Regions from separate parts of the Cricetulus griseus genome. Here region 2 is linked to region 1. A link is a contact called in public Micro-C data. All regions are on one chromosome and are shown on one strand. The core of a region is the stretch at or near the end of the contact, and the rest is flanking DNA. Distances in the headings are between cores, read along the strand shown.

Evidence for each region. Hi-C and Micro-C count contacts between places; a contact is called where the count stands out from the background.
Region 2: a Micro-C map of the CHO-K1 cell line shows a contact between it and region 1, with 4 times the contacts expected there. The contact joins the promoter of Lhx9 here to the enhancer-like site in region 1. A contact is called at or near these places in 2 of 8 Hi-C or Micro-C datasets (both in the CHO-K1 cell line).

Annotation. Positions count from the first base shown.
Region 1 is chr5:50,176,866-50,184,252 of CriGri-PICRH-1.0, forward strand. Dennd1b (DENN domain-containing protein 1B) reads right to left here. Exons shown (of 22, transcript XM_035444915.1): 19 at 7,265-7,372. Among named protein-coding and RNA genes, the nearest start is that of Crb1, 180 kb to the left of the region's middle. Within about 2 kb of position 3,121, at least 1 of the 6 cell types and tissues checked has open chromatin away from gene starts, as enhancers often do. A contact at or near this core is called in the CHO-K1 cell line, where this site is marked.
Region 2 is chr5:50,474,269-50,481,655 of CriGri-PICRH-1.0, forward strand. It overlaps Lhx9 (LIM/homeobox protein Lhx9), which reads left to right and starts at 3,992. Exons shown (of 5, transcript XM_027417456.2): 1 at 3,992-4,618; 2 at 6,420-6,622. The coding sequence starts at 4,445.

The DNA of each region.
Region 1 (7,387 bases), core at 1,871-4,370:
TTGTGTATATACATGTGTCCATCTTTAGAGCACATTTTTAAAAGATAAGTGTACTACTTATCAATTATAAATTTGTCAAAGCTATTCGAATCTGTTATAAATGGTTTGTAAAATGTAAACATTTAACTTATAGAGAAACACAGAAACACCAAAATTTCATTTTAATTGAGCATAATGAGTAGAGAAAAAAAATCTTACAATATTTTAGAATGAACTACCCTCACCACTTATTTAAGAAAGAACTGTTCTTGCTTCAAACTACTATTCCATATAGAAATATGTCCACCAGTTTCATAGAGTGTGGTAGTAACAGGAGAGTAGACATCGTTCCATTCGTACGCACTGCACTTACTGACTCCATTCCTAGTTAAGTATTTATCGTAAGCACATTGTGTGACCACCACCACTGTGACACCACACTGTGTGACACCACACCTCAGAGGAAAGGCCAGTTTTTCCAGCAAAGATTTATATAAACAATCTAGATGGCAGAAAGGGAGAAACTCCAGTGGATTCGGCATTTGTACCAGGCATGAAACAGTTAAAAGTGTTATGTGTGCCAAGGTTTTAATCAGGCTTAGCAACAAAAAGCTTCTTCAGTCCTCCACAAGATTTTGTCACAGGGAAATGCCTTGCTTAGGGCCATCCATCTGTTAACAGTGACTCGTGGTATGGCTATGTTCTTATGTTCGTTCACTAGTATAGTTGTTAGCTGTGTGTGTGTGTGTGTGTGTGTGTGTGTGTGATTGTTGGACTCAGCAAAGAAAGGTTAATACTGTTTAAAGTGGAGCCTGGCTCAGGTTTATAGACTGAAATGTATTATTGAAAGGGATTTCTCTCTTATTCTTAAAATTTTTCTAATACATTATAGACTATTTCATGTGACAGAATTAATGGTCTGATAGTGTTCACTAACTCTTCGGGATTCGGTTTATATAAAATTGACAAAAGAAGGTAAGTACATAGGATTAAAACTGCTCTGCACCATGACCAGTAGCAGTATTCTCACTGGACCAAACTGGCCAATTTTCAATAAATCTGAGAAGGATGCTTTCCCTGGAGTCCTGTTAGGCTAGGGCGGCTGTTAGAACTGTCATCGCCACACAAAAGGGAAAGGGCTGGGTTTTACAAATGTGAAGCCTAATTGGGAGATCTTCATGGCTGTACCCTTGACATTTATTTAAGCCTCATCAACAAAACAGAAAATAGCCATACTAATTAGCAGACCAGCACACAAATTACTATTTGTTGGGGGTGGATTATGGATTCACAGTCTATTCCAAAGACAAGCAAAGTAATGGGACAGAGATATCTATCTAAATTTTTCTCCACAGCATCCAGATTATAAACTTTGCTTAAGTTAAATAAAGATACATTCTTGGAATCCAAATGATCACACTTCATTACATATTCTGAAAAATAAAGAAAACAAGTCTTTCATGGGCAAGTCTTGCTGGAAACTGGGAAAGCTACATTCTTTCCACACCTGGGTCCATGTCTGATAATTCAATGGACTCAGAATGGGATGAGACAAGACCATTCAGAGTCATTTCTTAATGTAGCTGACAACAAAACAAACACCACCTTACAAAGTTATTGACAAGAGACTTATTCATAAAAGAAGATGCGTATTGCTTCTCAAGTCATATGCTAAAGTCGCAGTCAGCACCCCATTTAGAATGAAGATGAATACCTGCTGCTTTTGTGGCGACTATATTGTTAAGTGACTAGGGCAGGAATTTCACAAGAGAAGAAAGTCAAATAGGGCCATTGTTAAAAAGGACCTGGCACTCAGGACACATGTGTACATGTGAACAGCTACCAATTATAGAGTACCTATTATACTTTTCTTATTAATGAAGATGTTTTATTCACATTATCTATAATTCCTACAGAATCCTGGGAAAATGATGTGCAATAATATTAATTAAAAATGCAGAAAGCAAGACAAAGGTTATTTACTAAATGTCAAAATCAAGTTCCTTTTTCAAATCAAGTTCAGTCTAGCTCTGTACCAATTTCTCTATCAGATACACTGGGGAAGGATCACAGTTAATGGCAATGTATGGTACATTGGGAAATTGCCAAGTGTAGGTCTAATCTACTCTATGCACCACACAAAGTTACCTGTGAAGGTGACAGATATGTTAACTGCTTTAAATGTAATGATTTTGTCATGTATATGAAAACATGTTGCATATCTTAAGCATATACAATTTAAAAATCCATTTCTAGAAATTAAAATACGACATGCAATAACAGAAATTAGTAAGTTATAATAGAAATGTTACATCCTGCTATAAAAGGCTAAATTTAATATTAAGAAATGAGGAGTTCTCATATTTGGGAAAACATTCTTGTGATTAAAATGTTTCTAACTTAAGGCATCCTATTGAAATCAAAGATTTGCTTTTTTCCCATAAAAACCCAAACTGTTTTCTATGGTAAATATTTACATACTCAACACTGATTTAAAATGCTACAGCTTGCGAGCAGTCAAGAAGCAAGCACACAGGAGAGCTGGCTTGTTCACATGGAAGTGATTTACTTAGAGGCAGCACGGGCAGCTCTCTCCACAAGTGATGACTTCATTCATAGACATGTTTGGGTCACAACCAGAATTTGGTAATAACATCCAGAAACTAATAATAGTGTATGAAAAATAAGCTTAATAAAAGGAAAAAGAGAAAAATGCATCAAAAATGGTACCATGAGTTCAGAATATCTCCGTGTTTCCTTTTGTATATGGCTGGTACCTAGGAAAGGTCCTGGACACAGACCTTCTTCATAAAGCCCTAGAGCTTTGGTCTGCCTTACCAGCCTCTTCATTCCCTGAAGAGAGCTGAGGCTTAATGTTCCTACCCAAACCGTGTTAAAGCCACAGCTCCCATCCCCATGTCTTGCTGTCTTGTCCTTCCTTCTGCCACGTGATGAAGTAGCACCAAGGTCTTTATGAAACACGAGTGTTGGCTCTGCAGCCTTCAGACATTTAAGAAATACCTTTCTGTTCGTTACAGTTACTTAAGCTCAAGAATTTGGTTACAGTAGTACTGCACTGGCTGAATCACAGACACACAACAGCACTTTAAGACTATGAACGCGTCACGATGCTGTGATGATTAATCCTGACTGTTTGATGGGCTTTGAAATCATCACTGAATGTGTGTGAGTCACTTTCTAGATTAACTGGGTTAATTGGAAGTGGGGGCAGTACCACTCCACAGTCTGGGGTCCCAAACTGAATCAAAAGGAAGAAGCATTCATTCACTTCACTCATTTCCTGACTGTGGATGCAATGTGACCAGCTGCCTTAAACCCCACAGCCCCCCCCCCCCCGTCCTCCCATTCAGTCTATAACCTCAACCCATGAATGAACAAAAATGAACCCTCCCTTCCTTAAACTGATTTGGTCAGGTGTTTTGTCCTAAAATGAGAAAAGTAACTAATAATAAATTGGTACAGGTAGCTGTGTCATTGCTGTGATAAACCTAAATATGTGGTTCATAGATCTTTGGATTTACAGGAAACATGTGGAACTTTGGGTAGAAACACCCTGGAAGGCTGGAAGCAGAGACTAACAGGCCATTCTGGTTAGACATGGGAAGACAGGAGTGCTCACAAAAATGTGGCCATGGAGGATTAGCTCGAAAATTTTCAGAGATAATCAAGGACTCTGATGGGGTTTGGGCTAGCATCTATTCATGTGGTAATGACATCAAGAGTATGACTGCACTCTGCCTGTTCCCTGACAACTTGAGTGAGAGTGAACACAGAAGAAATGCACTAATCTGGGTAGTGGAGGAAATGCCAAGGCAGGACAACATTCAGGCTGTGGGCTGCTTTCTTCTCTCGTCTAGTTCTCAGTGTGAGAGAGCAAGAAGTGGAGTTGAACAAGATGGAATATGTACAGTGTGGTAAGAAAAAGAGCGTCAGCAAGTTCCACCTTACAGAGGAGGCAGGTTCAAAGACGGCTGAGACGATACAGATATTGGTGACCTGAAGAGAGACCTGGACTCTACACTGGGACAATGAAAGCGTTTTGAGGGCAAGACCTAACCTATCACAGACTCCTTGTGAAAATGCAAGTCTATTTGAAAGTAGAGACTGAATTGAGGACGTCACTGAAGGGGTTCTGTGCTCTAAAGGAACTACCTAGGGGTGTATTTTCCCAGGGTCAGCAGCACACACTGCTGAGACCACTGTGGTTCAAGAAAGCCAGGCTCCACACACAGCTGCCAGCTGAACTTGGCAGCTTGGTTCACTCTGTGCTGGTTTTGCAGCTATAAAAGATGAAGGAATAAGGGTGTCAGGATAGTCTTACACTAAAATTCTAGAGAGCTGATGAAGAGAGGCAGTGTGTGGCATGGTTGCAGTCCCTGTAAAGATATCCTAAGGAGCCACTTAATGAAACTAAGAAAGTATAAATTGCAATGGGGACTCCAGGATTTTGAAGATGCCAAGAGCCTGAGAAATTCGCTGAAGAAATTTGAAGGTCAGTACTGCAGCTGGTCCAGTACTACATGTATTCTGGTTGCAAAGCTAGAGGGAAGGGGCTATTCCAGTCTTTACCCAGATGATTCTATCATGAGCCCAGAGGCAGGGCATTAAGCTGCAGGATTTAGTGTTTGCATACTAGGTTTCTGCCTTGCTTTGGCCAGGTCATTACTAGTCCATTGTTCTTCCTTTATGAAATGGGGATTGTGTTTTCTGTGCCATTGTATATTGGAAGTACATTAGTTAAGAGATTGCTCTGAGAAGGACCAGTGAAGAGCACAGAGGTCCAGACCAGGCTGGTGAAACCCACAGAAACAGCTGACCTGAACATCCGGGACCTCTTGCTCCCCAGTCTGATAGCTGGAATAGCAGCATGGGACTGATCCAGACCCCAGGAACATGGGTTTCTGTGAGGAAACTTCAGAAACCTATGGGACCTCCTGTAGAAGCCCAGAATTTATCCCTAGCATAGGTGTGGACTTTGGGAGCCCAGTCCATATAGAGGAATACTCCCTGAGCCAAGACACACGGGGGTAGGGGAGGATGGGTGGGAGAAGGGAACTGGGATTGTCATGTAAAACAATCCTGTTTCTAATTCAAATAAAAAAAAGTTGGAAAAAAAAAAAAGAGATTGCTCTGAGTCTAAGGTGAGAGTTGGACTTTGGAGTTTTATATGGCGTGGGGTTGCTAAAGACTATATGGACTTTTGAGGCTGTCCTGAATGCATTTTGGATTATGGGATAGCCATGAGCCTATGGGGACAAAAGGTGGAAGGTTATGGTTTTAAAGTGCCATGGTTAGACGTCAAGATGACATAATCTGGAGTTGAAATGGTTCATCTTGATTTTCCCATTGATGATACTTAGAATATCATGGAAATAACTTCTGGACATATCTGTGGGGATTTTTGTTGTTGTTGTTGTTAGCTGTTCTAGAACGGTGAGTAATGCCAAGCAATGGGCTATGATCCCAGACCAAACTAGAAAGGAAAAACAAAGTTGAGTAGCAGTGCTCTGTTGTGAGATAGTTACACTGCATAAAGGTGTATTGCTGTGATTGGCGTAATCAGAAACTGAGTGGCCAATAGGAGGTATAGGCGGGACTACCAGGCAGAGAGAAAAAGGAGGAGGAATCTAGAGATGTCAGGAAACATGGAGAGAAAGCAGGAGGTGCAAGATGAAAGAAATGTAAAAAGCCACATGGCAAAATGTAGTTTAGTAAAAACAGGTTCATTTAAGTAATAAGAGCAAGTGGGACAAGCCTAAGTGAAGGCCAAGCTTTCATAATTAATGGGAAGTCTCTGTGTCGTTATTTGTGAGCTATTGGCCCAAAGAAAAATCAGACTACAGAATTCTTTTCATTCTGTTTTCCTGCAGTGGATGGAATGTGACCAACTGCCTCAAACACCTGCCATCCATATTTTCCTGTCACAGTGGACTGTACCCTCAAATTGTGAGCCAAATAAACCCTTCCTTCCTTACGGTGCAGGTCCCTTTCTGCCTTTTGAGTCACAGATCAATGTTATGACCATCCTGGCTGTGAACCTTGGCACTGTCATAAAGGAAGCTTTGTTAAGTGCTCTGGATTCGACTCTACAGCTGATTTCTAAAGGGCCCTAATCACTGCAATTTGATATGCAATGTTCAATTGGTTAAAACCCTCGGACGCCTATTCTAAAAACAAAATACGAGATTACATCGTGTTTTTCTAAACACTTTGCTCCATGGGACAATAGTCTTAGTAATATCAGCATTTGAATGGAAGTTTTAAATAAAAATAGCAAATAAAATATCTAAGTCTAGGAAGAAAAAAAAAAAACAGACATACAGTCCCCAAGTTAGGAATGGTTTAGTTTCATGACTTAAGTCATGAAACTTAAGTCATGAAATTTAAGAAAAGCAATACATTTTAAGTAAAAATGATCTTTTAACTTTAGAACTTTTCCTAGCTGGTGATAATGATGCAGTGCTCTTCCATGGTCCTGAGCAGTGCAGGGACTCAGAGCTTCGTATCACGCATGCTATCACATAGGTGAACTACAGCGTACAGTGTTGCTAGGTATGATGTTCAATAAGTTCAATACATTTTCAGTTACAATACCAACAATTTCTGATGGCTCCATCAGGAGGTACTCCATCTTAAGCTGAGGATCATCTGTATAGTAACTCATCCTTGGATTTCCACACATTGATTTAATGACTGGATGTCTGGATTTCATTTTATGTTTGCAGTAAAGGGAATCTCTTAATGCTGTTCCTTGTCACATTGTTCATAATCACAGACTTAACCATCTTTCAGACTGACTGGACTATGACCTCTTTGAAGACATAATAAAACACAAGTTAGGTATCCCTTATGCAAAAGGCTTGGGAACAGTGGTGTTTCATATTTTGGATCTTTTGGATGCAACAATATCTATACATATATACGGAGATATCTTGTAGACATGAATTGTCCTAACACCAAATTCCTTAGGTAGCTTACACACAGAATCCAATGGTAAATTTAGTTAATATTTCAGTAATAAGCTTATGCTTTGAATGTGACCTGGTATATGAGATTATGTGAAGGGCATTCCAATTCTGTATTAAGATGGAAATTTCATATTAGGTAAAGCTCATTCTCCATTGATAGACTAGAGTCCATTGTTCTCCCCTTGATCAATAATTCTAATTTTCTTACAAGAGAAATATTAATGGTCCAAGATACTCCTAAAGAATTTATTAAAATACATAACCTGAAACGGGGCATGAAGGGCAAGCATCCTTACCTGGGAAAGTTTATGCTTCTCTGGGTTTCCTCCCTTTTCATTGTGTAATGTGTAAACTGGTGTATATTGTACCAAACCAGAACAGGTCCCATAATCTTCCTCATTGTCCTACACATGAAGAAA
Region 2 (7,387 bases), core at 2,742-5,241, 300 kb after region 1:
AGGAAAGCGTTACTGATAGGACAGAATCAGAGGTGCTCTCTGAAGCACCAGACTGGACCTGCCAGCATCGTTTGGGGGAAGCTTTGCTCATAGAAAGATCTGTCCAGAGAAAGCTTGGGGGACTTGCCGGCCATTTGCTCACCTCTAACCGAGAGCAGCCTGGTCATCCAAGGCCGGATGGCGCCACCAATGAAAGCAGGACTCCTAGTTCCATAACACCTCTGACTTCTCTTAGCTGTTGAGATAACCCCCGCCCCATGCCAAAACCTAGACAAGATCTCCAAGGCTTCTCCTTTCCAAACAACAGTATTCTTAGGATCTGAAGGAATGGCCTAACTTTAGCGGCCAAACTTGTGAACATTAGATTATGGTCACCAAAATCCAGGTTTAAAGAGACTTTGAGTGTCTTACAGTTAAATGATGAGCCATTTGCTGGGTTATTTTCTGTTCTCAAGCCTAAAGCTATGCAGCTATTTGAGTAATCCTGGGCATCTCACTTTTTCTTTCCTAGCCTCTGAGGAGTTAGACTAAGCCAGGGACCTTTTCCCAGGTAAGACTGCCAGAGCCCAGACAATGGCTCTTTAGTCTCCTCTGCCCTCATGGGAATGCTATAATCTGGTATCCTAAACCTAAAATCTTCTGTATTATTATACAGAGTCCCACTCTGCTGAAAGTTGTAACAATAGCCTCATGGATAGCCACAGAACAGAAAAGAGCACATTAGATTGCCTATGCTGGTGGGGGTTGGGGGCAGCTGTGCCAGGCCAGGGTTCTGCCCTACTACCTTTGTATTACTTTGGATTTGGAAAGAAGACTCCACATCCAAATGGGAGTATGGGCCAGACAGCCTCCACACCAGGTCTGTGGTCTCCACACGAAGGTCTGTGGAATTGAACTTGCTAGTGCTTTGACTTTCATGAAGAGTGTGCCAGTCATTGAGCCTGGAGTTGGGAGAAAGAGACACATTTCCTGGGTAAGCGGAGTGTTTTCACCTGGCAAAGCTGCCAGGATGCCTTCCCCATTTAAGCCACTTAGTCCTTTGGATGAAGAGGAGGAGGTGAGATGGGCTCTTCAGCAATCTTAGGGAACCTAGACAAAAGGTGAGCACACTCTTGTGACAGCTTAATTCTTAGGCTATGTCACCCCTCTACTCATCTAGGGCTTCTTTTTGAGCAACTAAGTGTGAGAGGAGGGTGGGCAGGACCTATAGGGAGCTATTTCCCCAGAACTAACCCAGACCTCCCAAACTCCAGCAGACCCCTGCCCCATTCCTACCTTTCCACAGACTTCTCTGCATTCTCAGAGCAAGAAAAACCGTGGTAGTTGACTTCTTTATGGAAGTGACCAATTCCTGTGGGCCCTGGATCTTATAACTTGAGTTTTATAAGAAAGAGCAGTTCTAGCTAGGTTTCAGCTAGGAAACTGATTACAGGAGATGCTTTGCCCAGCTTGTCCTGATGATGATTTAAAGACATGTACAGAGGACATGGATGTAAGGATGAATGGATAGATTGATAGATAGATGGATGCAGGCTGAGAAGATGTCATTGCCTAGCTTCCCTAGTGGTTCTTCCCAAAGCTACGACTTTTTCTAAAAGGTCTTTTAAAGCTTTTTCTTCATGAAGTTCTGGTTGGTTTTTTTATTGTTGTTGTTTGTTTGCTTTTGTTTTTAATGTTCTTGCTGAACAAACAGCTCAGGACCAAAACAGAGTAGCCAAAGCCAATGCCAAACAATCCTATTTGAAAGTGAGGAAGGCTGTAGGGGAGAAACTAGGCAAAGTGGACCACAGTCTCATATTTACTTTGTGTCTCTAACCTCCTTGGGTTAATTGAGCAGTTCTTTGGGCAGCCTCCCCTTCTCCTCCTTCTTGGGCCAAGTCAGTTTAACTGCTGACTTGTATGAAGGCAGTCTGCTCCTTTGTAAGAGGACCTGCTGTCTCTGAAAGGGCCCCTGCCCCCAGTCCCTCCTTGGGGCCTTCATATGTGTATGCACGTGGGTTTGAAGAGCTCATTGATTTCCATCCAAAGGGGCTAATTACATTACTTACAGTAAATAGCCATCCTGCTGTCAGGTAGGGCTGCCAAAATAGGAGGGGGGGTGTTTCTCCAGCTTAGTTCACTTGATTGGCTTCATTTTTTGTGTGAAATTGTGTTTTATGAGCTGTATTCTGGTACCCAGAGGACCTTAAAAGCGTCCAGTCTGCAAATAACATTATTTTGACCCTGAGAAAAAAAGGTGGGGAAACAGTGGAGGCTTGAGTTTCATGGAAGAAGCGACCCCAAGAGCCTCCGAAGGTGGACCTTTGGGACAGGAAGTTAGGCTGCTACACCAGGGTGGTTTCCTCCTTCTCTGCATTCCTTCTCCTCCCTTCCTTCCTTTTCTACTTCCTTCCTTCCTCTTTCTCTTCCTCCCTTTCCTCCTTCCTACCGTAGCCTGCTCATTAGCACTCACCCTTTATTCTTTCTTTTTTTCCCTTCCTCCGATACCCCTTTCCCCCGTTTCTTCTCAGCTTTCCCTCCAGATTGGGCGAAAACTCCGCGTGGAACTTTCAGGGTGGAGGGAGGCGGGCCTGCCACCGGGCTGCTGCTCTGGGTATCCAAACTGAAGCCCCAATGATTACCGGAAAGACGGCAGAGTAGTGGGGAAACAGAGGCTGGCGACCACGAAGAAAGGGCTGAGAGCGGCCGGGCTTTCTTCTTTTTTTTTCTGATTAAGTTCCCGTAGCTGGTCCTCGCTCCACGATCCTAGGGGTTTCCTGGCCGTTTCGGTGAATCCACAATATCAGAGTATTGTGGCCACTTTTTAATGGGACCAGAGGGAGGGGAAGGGCCGCGCTAGCAAGAACAGAGGGCGACAGAACAATGCTATCTCTTGTGAAGAGCAGTCTGCTATCCAGCATGTTAGTTCTCACCTCCCCGCCTCCACCCTGAGCTCCTTTCACACCCACCCAAGTGTGCCAATGCCAGCGGCCAATGCCTCGTCCTACCCGGCTTGGGCGCCCAGCTCACCCGAGTCCTATCCTAAGCAAGCTGACAAATTCCAAACGGGACACTAGAATCTCCACTAGTTTACCTTCAATCTAGAATTAGTTAAGAGTCCTTCATGGTCAAGGTTCCATTGAATATCCAGGTCTACAAAAGCATTCCCTGGCCTCTACACTCAAAAATTTCAGAATACACACACACACACACACACACACACACACACACACACACACACACACACACACACACACACACACGTTTTTGTTTGTTTGTTTGTTTGTTTTTTCCCTCTCCAAAAGTAATACTCGGGAAAGTAAGTTCTCCACTCCCCTTTTCACTTTGCAGGGCACCTCGGAGCCTGGTGGTGTCTCCTGCCCTCGGTCTTAGACCGCCGTCAGAAGGGTGCTTTTAAAAAATGAGTGGAGAAAGAAGGGACACAGAGGAAAGGAGCAGGCTTTAAAAGCACCGCTGCGGAGAAGCGCTCCCTTCTAAGACTGTGGGTTTGGTGCGCGCAGGGTGACAGACTTGTGAACTGGGGGTTTGAAAGTCTGTGAACCAGAAGGAAACTTAAGGTTTGCAGCTCATCTTCAGTGTACACTGGGCTGGGGTCTGATGAACTGGGAGCAAATAAGACTAGCCCTCCCTCCAGCTCCATCCAGGACTCGGACAATAAGGGCTCCTTTAGTCCTTTAAAGCATGACTGTTGAGAACTCTTGGATGTGTACTGTGTGTGTGTGTGTGTGTGTGTGTGTGTGTGTGTGTGTGTGTGTGTGTAGGCGCGCGTGTGGGGGTGGGGGTAAAGGCCCCCTCCTTCTGCCTCCCCCCTAGTCCCCCACCCCTTTGTAATGTTTGTCCCTGCTTGCCCATCACCAGGGGGTTGAGAGGAGTATGACAGGTCTTTGTTGTCTGAATAAAAATCCGTGGCTGCTCCAGGGAGAGGACTCCTCCTACTAAATTATCAAAAATGGGCTGGCTTTAGTCTCTTAACAAATTGGACACAGCTCCGGCAGGAGCAGTCCCCAACCCAACCTAGAGGCACTGGGAACTTGCAGGCAGCTAGGGACCGCTGAATATAGCACTTCGTTTTCTTTGTGTTCAAAACTATTTTTTCTTTCTTCCTTAGATTTTGTTTTCCTCCTCCCCCAGCCCCCGCGGCAGTTGTTTTCCATTAGTAATTCGATCTCTCACTGTAGTAAGATTCTCCTGCTTTCCCCTCCGTCCGCGTTTGTTTGTTTTCTGCACATCTTCTGGGAAACGCCGGGCCTCCCCCACCCTCCCTTTTCCCATCGCTTTTTTGCCCGGATCTTTTCCCTCTCAAATAGATCTATTTCCACTCTCTCGTTTTCTTCCTTTTCTCTCTTGCCCCTGTCCCCGCGATCTACGCTCCTTCACCGCGCAGCCCTGCGCGGTCCCCTTTGCTTCCTCACGCGGATGAACTGAGAGCCCCAGGCGTGTGTTTATGGAAATAGTGGGGTGCCGATCCGAAAACAATTCGTGTCCTTTCCGCCCCCCAGCCATGCTCTTCCACGGGATCTCCGGAGGCCATATCCAAGGCATCATGGAGGAGATGGAGCGCAGATCCAAGACCGAGGCCCGTTTGGCCAAAGGCACTCAGCTCAACGGCCGCGACGCGGTAAGGACAGCCCTGGCGCGGCGCTGGAGAAACTGCGGGTCTCCGGCCTGCCCAGGTTGGGTATGGCGGGTCCCGGGGACGTCTGTCTGGGGACGCTCGCTCGCTAGGTTTTCTCGAGAGGTCTGTTTGCTAGGCAAGGGTCCCTTTCCGAATCGTGGTGTCTGGGATGCTGTGGTCCAGAGCTCACTAGTCTTTGTAACGGCTGATAGCGAGCACGCAGGACAGCCGGCCTTGGAAGGAGCGGGCGTCCTCCCTGCCAGCCTGCCCCAAACTCCAGTCTCTGGTGACTCGGCCGCCAGGCCGGATCCGCCGCCCCGAGGACAAGCTTTGGTGTAGTTACTAGGGGGCCGTTTACCGGCATGGTGTCCGGGACAGGCTGGAGCCGTGGGACCCCAGACTCTTCGGAGTAGACTCCGATGCGCTGGTCCATTTCCAATTTCTTCGAACATTCAGTACTCACCACCCGAATCCAGTGATTGCTAGGGCTTCTGGCATGCGGGTTCAGATACCCTGCTCACAAAATTGCGTTTCTCTTTTTTATGGGGAGGGTGCCTTGTGTAGCGGGAAATCGGATAAAAATGAGGAGCGCCCCCCGCCCAGGTCTAAAAGCAGGAACATGAACTCTTCCAACCCAAGAGAAGCAATCAGTCACAACCGCCGGTTACTATTCGTAATATCAGTTATGTCTTCGTGAAATTAATAGAAATTTAAGAATTTCCCCTTTCCACTTATGGACTGGAGGGAGAAAACTACAGAAGTCTGCGGAAATGATTCTTGGCGAACAGTGCTGTGTAGACCTTTCGTATCACTGCGGGGACTGTAGCTCAAACTGACCCGAGACGGTTCTAGCCCGTCAGCGAAGTTTTGGGTCTCGTTAAATAGCCCACTACCATCATTTGTACCATTAATTCAGTGAGAACCCTCTTTCTGAGTAAAAGGCGAAACTTAACATTCCAGTGCCGCCAAAATGAATGTAGTAGGAGAAGCCTGGACTATTTTACTAGTCTGAGGAAAGGATCCAGCCAGTAACTTCTTTCCATCTTAAGTGGCTATTTTACTTAAAAATAAAAAGAAGCAACCAAATTCGACTGGGATCCTTAAAGTGAGTTTTAACGCCTTAGCTAGCCTCTGTTGGGACCTCGGTGGAAAGCTTAATTTGGGAACCAAATTTTCAAGAAAAAGACATATATTGTTTATGCTGGCTAGAGAAAAGAGTGAGTATACAGAAAAGATTGGATAGGGGTCCTTCCTTCGGGACAGGCACTTCACTTTCTTAAAGGAACAGGGCAACGACCTTGAACTTACAGAATAGCAACATCTGCTAAGCATGTCTGAATCACAACAATGCCGGCCAAATTACTTCGCCTATTAAAATTCAGGAAAATAGAATTATAGCGTTGTTTGTGTAAAAGAAAATCGGTATGCTTCAGAATTCCTACTACTTCACAATAACAGCTCTGTTGTTCTATTTTGTGCATTGTTTGAAAACTCACAAAAATTCATCCTTAGTTATTCTACTTCTGGAACGCTTATCAAAACATCCTCTAGGCTCTAAATGTCTGGATGCTTTAGGGTCTCAGGGCCAGGAGGACCGGGACCCTGGTCTAGGCAAACTCCTAAGAAAGGGAACTGTTGGTCGTTGAAAAGGGAGAAATTGGGAATGTTTCCCCCACTTTTGCTTTTGGTGTTGTGGCCCCTGGTCTGATGCGCTCCTGCTCTGGGGAATTCGGCCAAAAGCATCCCGGGTTGTGCGGCAGCGCCCCGCGACCCCCATCAGCCTTGCCGTGTGCTTGCTTCACAGGGCATGCCCCCGCTCAGCCCAGAGAAGCCCGCTCTGTGCGCGGGCTGCGGGGGCAAGATCTCCGACAGGTACTATCTACTGGCGGTAGACAAGCAGTGGCACCTGAGGTGCCTCAAGTGCTGTGAATGTAAGCTGGCCCTGGAGTCTGAGCTCACCTGCTTTGCCAAGGACGGTAGCATTTACTGCAAGGAGGATTATTACAGGTACTTCTACCCCGCCCCCCACTCACGTTCTCCTCTAACCTGGTGGAGCCACCTACGGGAATCCGGAGTTGCCTCTCTGTCCCTGTTTTTTTTTTTTTTTTTCTTTTGTTGTTGTTGTTGTTGTTGTTGTTGTTGTTGTGTGTGTGTGTGTGTGTGTTTTGTTGTTGTGGTTTTTTTTGCTTTGTTTTGTTTTGCCCTTCAGGGTTCAATTATTTCTGAGATGTGAAATTCATTACAAATGCTTTAAATCAGTGAGGATAGGCGAGAAGGATCCTAAAGAGCAGAGATTTTTATCAGGGTTCCCAGGTCTTCCCAGCTACACGGCTTAGCCGAAAAATCCCGAAGAGAAAATGGATAGGTCTCTGGCGAACAAGACTTTTGCTCTGTTTTGTTTTGTTGGTCCCCCTTAATGTGAATTGGTCAACTTCCCTATTGGCCGGGGCAGCAGCAACCAAGTGGATGACAATGATCCTGTAAATGACTTTGGAAAAGTTCCCCGAGGCCAGCCAGAATCAGACTGAAGAAACAAAAACCAACAAAACAAAACAAAAGCCAAGCAAACAACAACAAAAACAGCAGCTCAGGAAAAGGTTTGCGCCTGTGGAAATGACCTAGTTGCCCTCTAAGCAGAAGGGGGGGGGGTGCTGAAAGAATAGTCCTTCCCTTGCAGAATTACCATTTTCTGGGATAGCCAGGAGCACTCACTCACGTACAAGAGTGGTGCTATTTTGTCATCGCAAGGCCAGGCTTTTCATTTGGCGTTGC